Regions from separate parts of the Drosophila melanogaster genome. Here region 2 is linked to region 1. A link is a contact called in public HiChIP or PLAC-seq data. All regions are on one chromosome and are shown on one strand. The core of a region is the stretch at or near the end of the contact, and the rest is flanking DNA. Distances in the headings are between cores, read along the strand shown.

Region 1 (5,277 bases), core at 917-3,416:
TTTTACAATTCATTTGACTGCTTCAACTAGACGCAGTCAGTTTTCCTGTCTGCCTTTGTATAAATGAAATATTAATTAAATTTTAAAAATCATGTACAACGGGCAAAGCTGCCAAACGAGCAAGGCTTCGTTTGCGGTGGCTAGAGAGATAAACAAATTATGATACAACTAAGCAAACATTGCAATTAGTATAAGAGATAAGGCAGCCGGCACAAACTATGCACTTAAACTAATTAACATGATGGAGGAGGGGTGGGACGACGCTGGGAGTGCTGGGGGGGGGAGGAGTTGTGGCTTATTGCAGAAAACTAAACCCTGTTTACAAACTAATAATGCAAATCGAATAACTCTCTTCTGGCCATTGAGCATCAGATGCCAATGTAGGAGCACAGCACGAACACGGCGAAAATCATGACAATCAGAAAGACGATGGCAATCCAGGCGGGGATTGTACCTAAAAAGAAGTTGGCAGTGAGATAATTTCCAATTTTACACCAATTTTATTGCTTACGTCTTTGGGACAGACTGTGGATGCAGACTTTGTTGTCCACCGAAATGGACAGAACGGCTGCCTCCGTGTCGCTGGAAATGGGCGGTCCCTCCTCGTTGGTAATAGGCAGGAACTGGAGGCCAGTTACGAACATGGAGTGTGCATGGGGAATGTGGAGCACGCGCTGCAAAACGTAAGCAAAGAATTGGAGTTAAGACTATTAACGTACACTTTGATTAGTTGCCTCTGCTCACCTGCAGACTGAATGCAATGTACATGGATACGCTGCCTGAGAACATCGTGCCGACGGCCACGAATCGACCATCATCCCGCACTGCCAGTGACGAGAGGCTTTCGTCAATGGCCACAGCCTGACGCAGTTGCCCGCTGGCACAGTCCCAGTGCTGCAGGAAGCCACGCTGCTTTCCCACCTTGCCCAGCGGATTGGCAATGGTAAAGAGGCGGTAGTTATCCTTTTGCGCCTCCACGGTTCCGTAGCGGCACCGTTTGAACAGGTACTTGGCCCCCTCGGGCGTTTTCCACTGCAGCTTGTGTTGCAGCTGGCCGCTGGCCAGGTCCCACACCAAGCCCTGTGCATCCTTGGAGATGCTGGCAATTAGCTTGCTGTCGGGACTGAAGTCCAGGTCATCGATCTCCTTGCTGTGTGCCGCCAGCTCGGCGGCCAGCGTCATCTGGGGGAACGTCCAGACGCGCAGTTTTCCGTCCGTGCCGCCAGTGGCCATCAGACGGCCATTACCGCTGATGCGCACCACGCGCTGCAGGGGCTCGGCGCCCTTGAGGAAGTCCGTCTGGATCACATCCGCCGCCTGGATGTCGAAATGCAGTCGCCGAAACTGACGCAATATGTCGGCGGTGGAAAGGGGTGGCCTGTGCCCGTTGGCCACTGGCTCCACGCCCGAGTGTGCGTTTCGCTGGCGCACGTTGCCGTTCTCGTGCGGCCGTTCCTCCGGAGCAGGCTTGCCGTCCCCGACGCCCACACCGTTTCCATTCCCATCCTCTTCGGATTGAACGCGCGGCTGGACGTAGTACATCTGACAGTGCGCCTCCTGGCCGGCGCACAGATAGCCCCTCCGGCCGCCATTGCGCACCGCGAAGTTCATCACCACATTGGCGCCGGTCTCATGGCGCAAAACCTCCTCCGCGCAGAAGTGGCTGCCGTTGTGGTACAGCTCATAGATCTCCTGGAAAGATCAATCGTCGATTAGAAACATCACAAGAATGCGGCGGAGCGAGCTGAGTTCATACAAAGCCGTTCGCCACTCCCGTTTTGCTGGAGCCACCGCCTCCGGCTACCAGAATGTGGCGGCTGGTTAGCATGTCCACGGCGTACAGCGGGAAGTTCACGCGGGCCAGCAGGCCGTCGCTGGGACGGCGGGTGTGGGCCATTATCAATAATATATCACAATCGACCGGACGCTGGGGGCGGAGGGATTGGGGCTGAGTGATTGACTCGAGTTTATCAGCTCTGGCCGCGGGGCAGGCACATCTAATTGGGTCTACCGCTGGCACACTCCGGCTGTTAACTGACTGGGAATTGTGGGTCGATTCAGTGGACGTTAATCATGGGAACTATTTTCTTATTGTGTTTTGGACTGAGAAAGTTGTCTTAAAAATCCACGTACACTGAATAGCGGTGGCAGGGCGAGGTATCGATACATCGATAGGCAGATTGGTGATTGGTGCCATAGCAGTCAGCTGTCTTCAGCTGATGAACAGGGCTGCCAGACTGGTGACGTGAGCAAACAGCTGATGGGCTGCAATGTTAACAGCTGGAAATATCAAAATATTCACAGCTGTTCTCTAATCGATAGGTAACTTTAAAAATTATCGCAATAAGCTTAATGTTTTTAAGTACATAATTGTTAACCATTTTTATATACATAAGAATTCAAGTATATTGCGATATTTATTTTGCAACGCGTATATTGCACCCAGTACGCTGCATAACGTGGCTTGTCTTCTTTACCTTGTACCTTAAGGTACAATATACCATGTACCCTGTTTGAAATGTTCAATGATCCACCTCATAACCAGTACCTACTGGTACCTACCTTTAAGAACGAGATAGGCTTAATTGTACTTGTAATAAAATTTTATTAAAAAGAAAGTAGACAAATTTCTCCCCTGCAACAACTTGAAAAAGGAATTCTTTTTTCCAAGTGAAATAAGAAATTATAATATTTCAGGATTGTCATTAATGCGGTGGAGCTCAGCAGTGGTCTTCCTGGTTCTTTGTTGTGACAAAATGACCTTCAATCGCTGGTGGGCGGCACAAAGGGGACTCCGAAGTCATATTTATATACTCCTTTACGTGGGAGTTATTTATGTATGTACATATATCAGACAAAGGTGTGAAACGTGTTGAACGAGTTATTGTTCAAATCTGCAGCATCTTAAATTCTCTATTAGGTGTTTCTTATTGCTATTTTCTGACTTTTGTCAACTCTGCGTTGATAACTTTATCAGATTTCAATTAAATTTCTCATCAATTTTGCCATAGATCGTATAGGCTGTATTTAAATTTAAATGGGCGTTAAAGTGAAAACTGTCTACTGTCTACGCACCTAAACTAGTTTTGTTATAATTATTTTCATAGTGCGTGAACAAGTTTTTCCGGCACTTTGATCAAATTTCACTTTTATCGAAGTCAAGGTGGCTTAAGTGATATGTCAATATTGTTAACCTGATTCAAGTGGATGTACGTATGTATGTATATTATTTATAATTATTAAATGAATAAAAAGCTTCAAAAAGGAAGACATAATCAAGTTCGTTGTCCTTGTGTTTCTTTTGAAGTGTCACAACACTCATTCGTATTTATTTGAAAAGTTTAGGATCTTACTTTTGGGATTCAACAGACTTTTTTGGGCGTACATAATAAATTCAAAATTGTCATTTGAATTATAACCGACAAAAGAAAACAAACAAAAGACGCACTGGCGCCATCTCTTTTCCACTCGCACAGCTTCCAGGTCAGCAACAACAACAAAGCCCAGCTGGTGCTCACCGATCGCGACGCCGCGTCGCTGCTTTCGTTTTCTTCTCTGCTTTCTGTTTCTTCCTTGCTCATTCGCTTAATTTTCGCCGACGCGATCACAACTGTAAAAAACAACTGCCGAAGTTCTCGCACCGTATTTTAACTGTTAACAATTCAAAAGTGTCCAGTGTGTCTATCGTTATTTGAATGCTATTATTAACTGTACATGTGCTAACTTATTTCATTGGAAAGCAATCTACAGGTGAGTGGCCTCTGAACCTCGAGTGCAATCTGGTTTGATCCAGTGCAAGATCCCTTTTTTCGCCACTGCGCAATTGCACCAACAGCAACTTGCGCAGAGCTCTTTTGTTGCTTTTCCCTCGCGCTTTGTACCTCTTCTTTTTCCCGTAACAAAGTGCAGATCAGTGTGTATGTACGCATTATATGAACTTTGTGTGGTGGTACATTGTACATATGATACACACATAAAGTATGTACTTGAATGTAATTTGAATGCCCTAACGGAGTTGAAAGTGCTGTCAGCGACTATCTAAATTTCTTTAATATGCATATCTATACTCACCTCAACGTACATGAATATTTAGGTATTTAACGCTTTAGTTGCGGCGAACTTAAAGACATACATACATGTTTATGTGTGTGTGTAGTTTCAATGATCATTTTTGATTTGATCATTTAAAATGATTTAATTTTTATATATTATCATTTAAATATGGCAGCAATATACAAACATACATACATATTTCGCTTCACAAAGTTGTGCAAAACGCAACGGGTATATTTTCAAATATCCTGCCCATTTGACTTTAGCAAAAGTACATACAGTTTGTCAAGAAACTGTTTACACACTGTGAAATAAGTTGAATTTTTGACTTTAAAGCTAAAAATTAAGGGTTTTTTGCTTAATTAAACGCAATTTTTTTATAAAATATAATTAAACAATATTTATTTTACTTATAAATCAAAAAAAAAATTAAAAATATTAAATATACAAGAAAATAAACAACAAAATCCAAGTTTACACACTTTTGAGACTGTCAAGAAACTCTTTACATATTTTGTTTTCCTACTTTGTTTTGTTCTTTTTCTTAGAACGAACTCGATTTTTCCGTTATTTTTGGCTTTGCATTGCTTTTTACAACGCTTCTAATGAAATTTGTTGACTTTGCTTGTGAAATTTTGCTAATCAAACGTGCTTAAAGCGAATTATTTTTATAAATTATATTTAATTTATTTTTTGATTTATAAGTAAAATAAATATTGTTTAATTATATTTTATAAAAAAATGGCGTTTAATTAAGCAAAAAACCCTTATTTTTTAGCTTTAAAGTGCGCGATTATTAATTTGTATATCTGGTTTTATTTTTTTTGTTTCTTTTTTGCAGAGCTTTAGTTGTGATACCCCATTTAGTTTCTGTAACATTTTTAATTTCTTTCGAGTCCGAAACAACAGAATTTTAAAATGGTGAACAACACTGTTGATACTGAAGGTAAGTTTTATTTATCTGCTAAGGATTATATTTTATTTTGTTTTGGTCAGCAGTATTGTTTTATTGTACTTTTTATGAATTTAACAGCTTTTGCAAATACCATTTATTGTATTAAAAATAAGTTAAATTTATTTATATAAAAAAAAACCTGTTCTTTTATTACATGTTATTATATTCTTACTCAACTGATTCGAAACTTATTATATTCAGTACAGGAGTCGTCCGGTATTGATTTTTCCGTTAGATTTTCAGAACCGTCTCATTTTGTCTTATTTAGT
Region 2 (5,277 bases), core at 1,092-3,591, 360 kb after region 1:
AAATTGCTAAATATATTTAGCAAAAAAAATTACATTTACTTATAAACAAAACTTAGAATAGCTCCATTCATGCATGCTAAATACCGCTGATCAACACGACTATATTATATAGGACCCAAATCAATGATCGGTCAAAAGTAGAAAATTATCGCTGTATCAAAAATTTGCGCAGTTGAAAAGCTTTTCATTTAGAATACAACCTAATCGCTGCAAAAATTGGTTGCTGATTGAACAAATCAATACAATTGAAATAATATACTCAAACGTGTTCTTTTGCATATAATATTTCGCTATTTTCATGAAATTGTTGGGTTTAAAAATGTAAAATTCTTAAGACAGTGGAAAAATACGTTCTTATTGCTCAAGATCTATTCTTATTCTTGTTGCGTTTGAACTCCATACCTTGTTTGCAAGCAATAAACAATGAAAATCAAAAATAGATTTTCCATATCGATAATTGTGCAATCCAAATCATAATTCTATCTAGTGGTTGCGAGTCCTTGTTACTAGTGCAAAGGTCATAAATCGCTGTGTGGATATTCATGATGATATTCATGTGGATATTCACACGTTGAATAATTCAGTGTGCGGTGGGAGCCATCCAACACGTGGCGACTCCTCACCTCACATGGACATGTCTTACAATATCCATATTTTTCCCAGACCCAGCTAGCAAACTGTGTAGTTGGCACTGGTGTCCTTAATTATTCAGATAGGCTTTCTTAATTGTCCTGGCGGGCGGTAATGGTCTAAAATGCTGGAACTTTGCCTGCATCTTTGGGGACATGCGAGTGGACAGGTGTCCTATCGTGCGGCTCATAAATGTTGCTTAAATTTAAATTACCCCTGTCGGTGACGTACGTAGAATAAATGTTTGACCTTTGACATTTGAGACTTTTGAGTTTCTGTCACGAAAAGCGCTTTCTTACTTCTGTCTACAAGGGAAAACATACATAAACACTCAAAGTATCGAATAACCATAATAGGCTTTTCATTTTAGGTGATTTGTGTTTGGACTACACTTTTAGTCTAATATATGACTGTATAGTTATTTTAAGTACAAAAAACGGCACTTGAAGTGATTTCTGTTGCTTAAATAAACTTTTGAAGTAAAAAACAGTTCGTTTTCTTATCAGTCAGTGAAAAGGCAAAAAATAAAATGATTTGCAAAGGAAACAGAGGTAGGAGGGAGGAAAAGCTTCAATAAAAAAGACAACCATTTTTTATCTTATAAATTTATAACCCCAATTTCGATAATTTACGATAAATGTTAATACATTCAAAAAGGCGCATTATGTAAATTAACAGCATTAAAAAAAGAACAAATTTCTATGGCATAAATGAGACTAAAACGCAAAGCTGGACGCAAACAATCAGTAGATTAATAAAAATAAATGAAAAATTCACAAACAAGTCGTTTCAACCAAACCGCCCCCTCCCACCGACAAACTATTTACACACGCACACACACGCACACGTACATGCAGTGTGTATTATTCAATTGGATAAAGAATCTATCTCTATCTCGCTCTTCGAGCGCAACTGCGAAAGAGAGAGCATGTTGGGCGGGGGGAGGAATTGCTGTCCAAGGTTAATTTTATTTATCTGCAGCTTGGATTTGAATAAATGAAGCAACTGTGTCCGAGCGGAAACAACGATACACAACGACCCTTTGCGAGTCGCAGTGAATTAGTGGCTATGCCATCGCATAATGCACAATTTAAACTTAAATTGATGGGTATGTGTAAACAGGCAGTGGGACACGCCTATAAGGCCGCCCACTCCACACGACGAAATGGAGAGGGGAAAATGCAATGTACACACCTTCATCACCAGCTCAAAAGGATATTTGTAGACGCGAACGGGTGACTGGAATTTTTGCACCATCTTGCTGCCTTTCAATCGTCCGTTCCGTGTTTTTTATTTCAAATTTTCGTTGCACTGATTGTGGAGTTCGCACTGTTTAAAAAATCAATTTTCACTCTGCGCTTTTCCGTTGCAGTATAATGAGCGCGCGGGGGCGGGGAAGGTGACCAAACTTGGGCACTGGAATACCGAGCTGGGTTTGTTTTTTTGCTCGTGACAGTTCACGCCACTGCTATTTATTTCACTGAGTTGTGTCTGGTATCCGTTGGCTCCTAGCGTAGGAGTTCTAGAGAACCGCCTGGCCGTGGAAAACAGAGAAAGCCTTTCTCCGAGTTTGATTAACAGACGCCAATGGTGTGACCGCTTTTCGCTAGGTGGCATTCGCCCTGGAAAAATATCCGATGAATACCGAAGCTGGTTTACTGTATCTAGGGATTACAATGCACTTGAAATATGCCGTTCACACAGGGCCGCTTGAGAGAGCTGATGCGAAGCGTACACACCGAGTGTATTATATGCAAAAACTTGACAAATTTAAATCAAACAAGCCCCATAAAAACGAAAATGAATTGAGGATGAAAGCTAAAGAACAGTGGAATAATTTTGAATACCTATGCATGCGACATCTCTCGGTAAGTCAATGAAATTTGAATCTTTTTTAAAGCGACACCTGTCGTAATTTGTATGCATTATCAGTTGCGTTACTGCAGTTGTATGGGACTTAAATTGTATCTTTGTTAAATTTATTAGATATAAACAATAAATAATATCGCGAAAATACCGTTAAGCGATAGGTGACCGTCATAGGAGTGGCAACACTGGCTGCACTGCCTCTGCGGAGCGGATAAAACAAATCAAAAATCAATAGCCGGGGGATCGAGTACCCACTGCAGGATGAGCATCGACGACGTCATCTATGTGATCTGCCTGCTGGGCTGCATCGGAGCCGGCAGCTATGTGAAGAAGATCGCGGACGAGGGCCAGCGCAAGCTGGTGTCCACTGGGCTAGGCGTTCTTGTGGTTGTCATTGTCTCGGGGCTCCACAGTCTGCACTGCTTTGTTTCCCTGGCACTGGGCACGGCCGCCGTGCTTCTCGTGCACCCGAGGTTAGTTGGTGATCCTGAACCTGTGGAAAATTACCAATAACCACACTGCTCCCTCTTCCAGCAAGGGTCACCTGGTCACGTTTGCGGTCATGTTTGGCTACCTGGTGTTCTTCCGCATTTTCGACTTCTACTTCGGCATTCCCGGCCACACGAACATGATACAAATGATACTAACACTAAAGGTGGGTTGCATAACCATTCATTGCCATTACTTAGCTCGTAATCCTTGCATCGGCAGGTTTCGGGCATTGCCTTCGAGAAGACTGCCGCCTGGAAGCGACTGCAAGCGCACGACGAGCAAAAGAAGAACGACCAGCGGGATGTGCACCAGGAGAGTCCAATCGAGATCACCGACTACGATGTGGAATTGCAGAGCCTGAGTGCCGCTGAGATCCTGCACTACAGCTTCAACTACATCGGAGTTCTTACAGGTGAAGATTGGACCAGATTCAACCTAGTTTCCTATCCACAAGCACTAAAAATGTAGTCACAATACAACCAGATACCAAAGTCCAATTCAATTGCTGATTGTAAAACATTACACACACATGCTTATAATCGATTTCAACCGCATCAATATAATCATCAGTATCAAGTAGATAATAATTTGTAAATCTGCATTTAAAACGAAACCACTCATGTCCATTGATTGCAGGTCCCTATTATCGGTATCGCACATACAGGGACTACTTTGAGATGCCTTTCAAGACCTACGCTCCAACTGTTGAAGCCACCCTGGAGAAGCTGAAGTACGCCGTCTTCTACTGCGCATTATACCTGGCAACCAACTACATGTGGCCACTGGATGTGAGTGCTTGAGCACACCGCAAAACATTACTAAATTGAATACATTTCAGTATGCGTTGAGTGATGAGTTCTTCAACGATCGCTCCTTTGTGTACCGTTTGCTGTACGTGTGGCCCACGTTCTTCACATTCCGCGCTCGCATCTACACCGGACTCACCCTCAGCGAATGTGTCTGCACAATGGCCGGCTTCGGAGCCTATCCGGATGAATCCGATCCCAACAATGGCGAGGGCCCTCGGAAACGCTATCAGCACCTAAAGCGCGACGCCGATAAGCACACCTACAACTTTACAACGATCGTGAACACCAGGGTTCTGGAGGTGGAAAGATGCTGGACCTTCCGCGAGGGCATGAAGCACTGGAATGTGTGCGTCCAGTATTGGTTGGCTGTCAATGTGTACAAACTCTTCCCCAGCAAAAAGTACAGGTGCGTTTGAATACAAGTATGTTCTATGAAACTAAATAGTTCGATTACTCCACATCGAAGTTCAAATGTTAACTTGTTTCATAGAATCGTAGTTTTTGTTGTTTTACTGCTTGTATTACTCTCGTATTACTCTTGTCGTTGTTGTTCTTTCCCTTTGCTACTGATCGCAGGGTTGGCAGGTATTCCTAGTAGTTACCTAAACTATAAGCTTGACTTATGTTGCCCCTACTAATTAGCATTTGTGATCTTCCTAGGACTGGCGCCACTTTGCTGTGCTCTGCCTACTGGCACGGATTCCGGCCGGGACACTACTTCTGCATCATGGGCGCTCCCTTCTACGTCTCCCTGGAGGACATGTGGGATAAGCTGGTGCGCAAGAGTGCCACCGGCACCAGCCGCAGGGTAATCGATGTCATCTTCTGGATCTTTAAGTGGTTCGCCTTCAGCTACTTGGGCGAGGCCTTCCTGCTCTCCTCCTTTGGCAACATCTGGCGGTTCTATAGCTCTGTCTATCATATTGGCTACATCAGTTGGGCGGCCATGACTGCGTTAGGCTTTTACCTCACCAGCCAGAGAAAAGCGGCCGAACGTAGAAAGAAGCGCGCGGCAGAGAAAGCAGCTGGTGGCGACGGAATCGCCGCCGCAATAGAGAAGGAGAAGGCGCAGTAGAGTGTCCAGTTTGTTGCTACCAAATGGGTAGTTTCCATTCAAAACACAACTTCCTTTAAGTTTTCCAATAGATATTCTATTAGGGGGAAACCGAAAATTTCTTCCTTGAAATTGTATATTATGATGATCAAACGAATTTCTTCTTAGAGATGTTCTTCTCTACATAAGTCACCATTTTAATTATGTACAAAGTGGTCTTGTTACGCCTTCTACCCGCTTCCATCCGCACTTCTTCTGGGGAAGGTGATGATATTGATATGGATAAAATCTAAAATTAGATGCTAAAAAGTTACTAAAGAAATTTTATTATAGATATACATATATTTTAACCAAAGCCTGTGAAATTGGAGTCAAAAGTTATAGAAATATAAAATCCCAATATGATCATTCAATTGAAAACTA

Evidence for each region. HiChIP or PLAC-seq counts read pairs in DNA pulled down with a chosen protein or histone mark.
Region 2: an H3K27ac HiChIP or PLAC-seq map of the Kc167 cell line shows a contact between it and region 1, with 3 times the contacts expected there. The contact joins the promoter of frj here to the promoter of CG9175 in region 1. A contact is called at or near these places in 2 of 107 Hi-C or Micro-C datasets (the D17-c3 cell line and embryo) and 2 of 6 datasets of contacts at active chromatin or transcription factors (both in the Kc167 cell line).

The regions. Positions count from the first base shown.
Region 1 is chr2L:6,096,800-6,102,076 of dm6, forward strand. It overlaps CG9175, which reads right to left and starts at 2,167. Exons shown (of 5, transcript NM_164681.3): 1 at 2,134-2,167; 2 at 1,757-2,038; 3 at 745-1,692; 4 at 512-674; 5 at 1-454. The coding sequence starts at 1,897. The coding sequence ends at 369. stai (stathmin) reads left to right here and starts at 3,578. Exons shown (of 7, transcript NM_164682.3): 1 at 3,578-3,750; 2 at 4,895-4,999. The coding sequence starts at 4,972.
Region 2 is chr2L:6,453,711-6,458,987 of dm6, forward strand. frj (farjavit) reads left to right here and starts at 2,342. Exons shown (of 7, transcript NM_205915.3): 1 at 2,342-2,498; 2 at 2,655-2,972; 3 at 3,034-3,154; 4 at 3,211-3,403; 5 at 3,628-3,779; 6 at 3,830-4,206; 7 at 4,461-5,277. The coding sequence starts at 2,761. The coding sequence ends at 4,875. retm (real-time) reads right to left here and starts at 2,219. Exons shown (of 6, transcript NM_001298743.1): 1 at 1,825-2,219. The coding sequence starts at 1,887.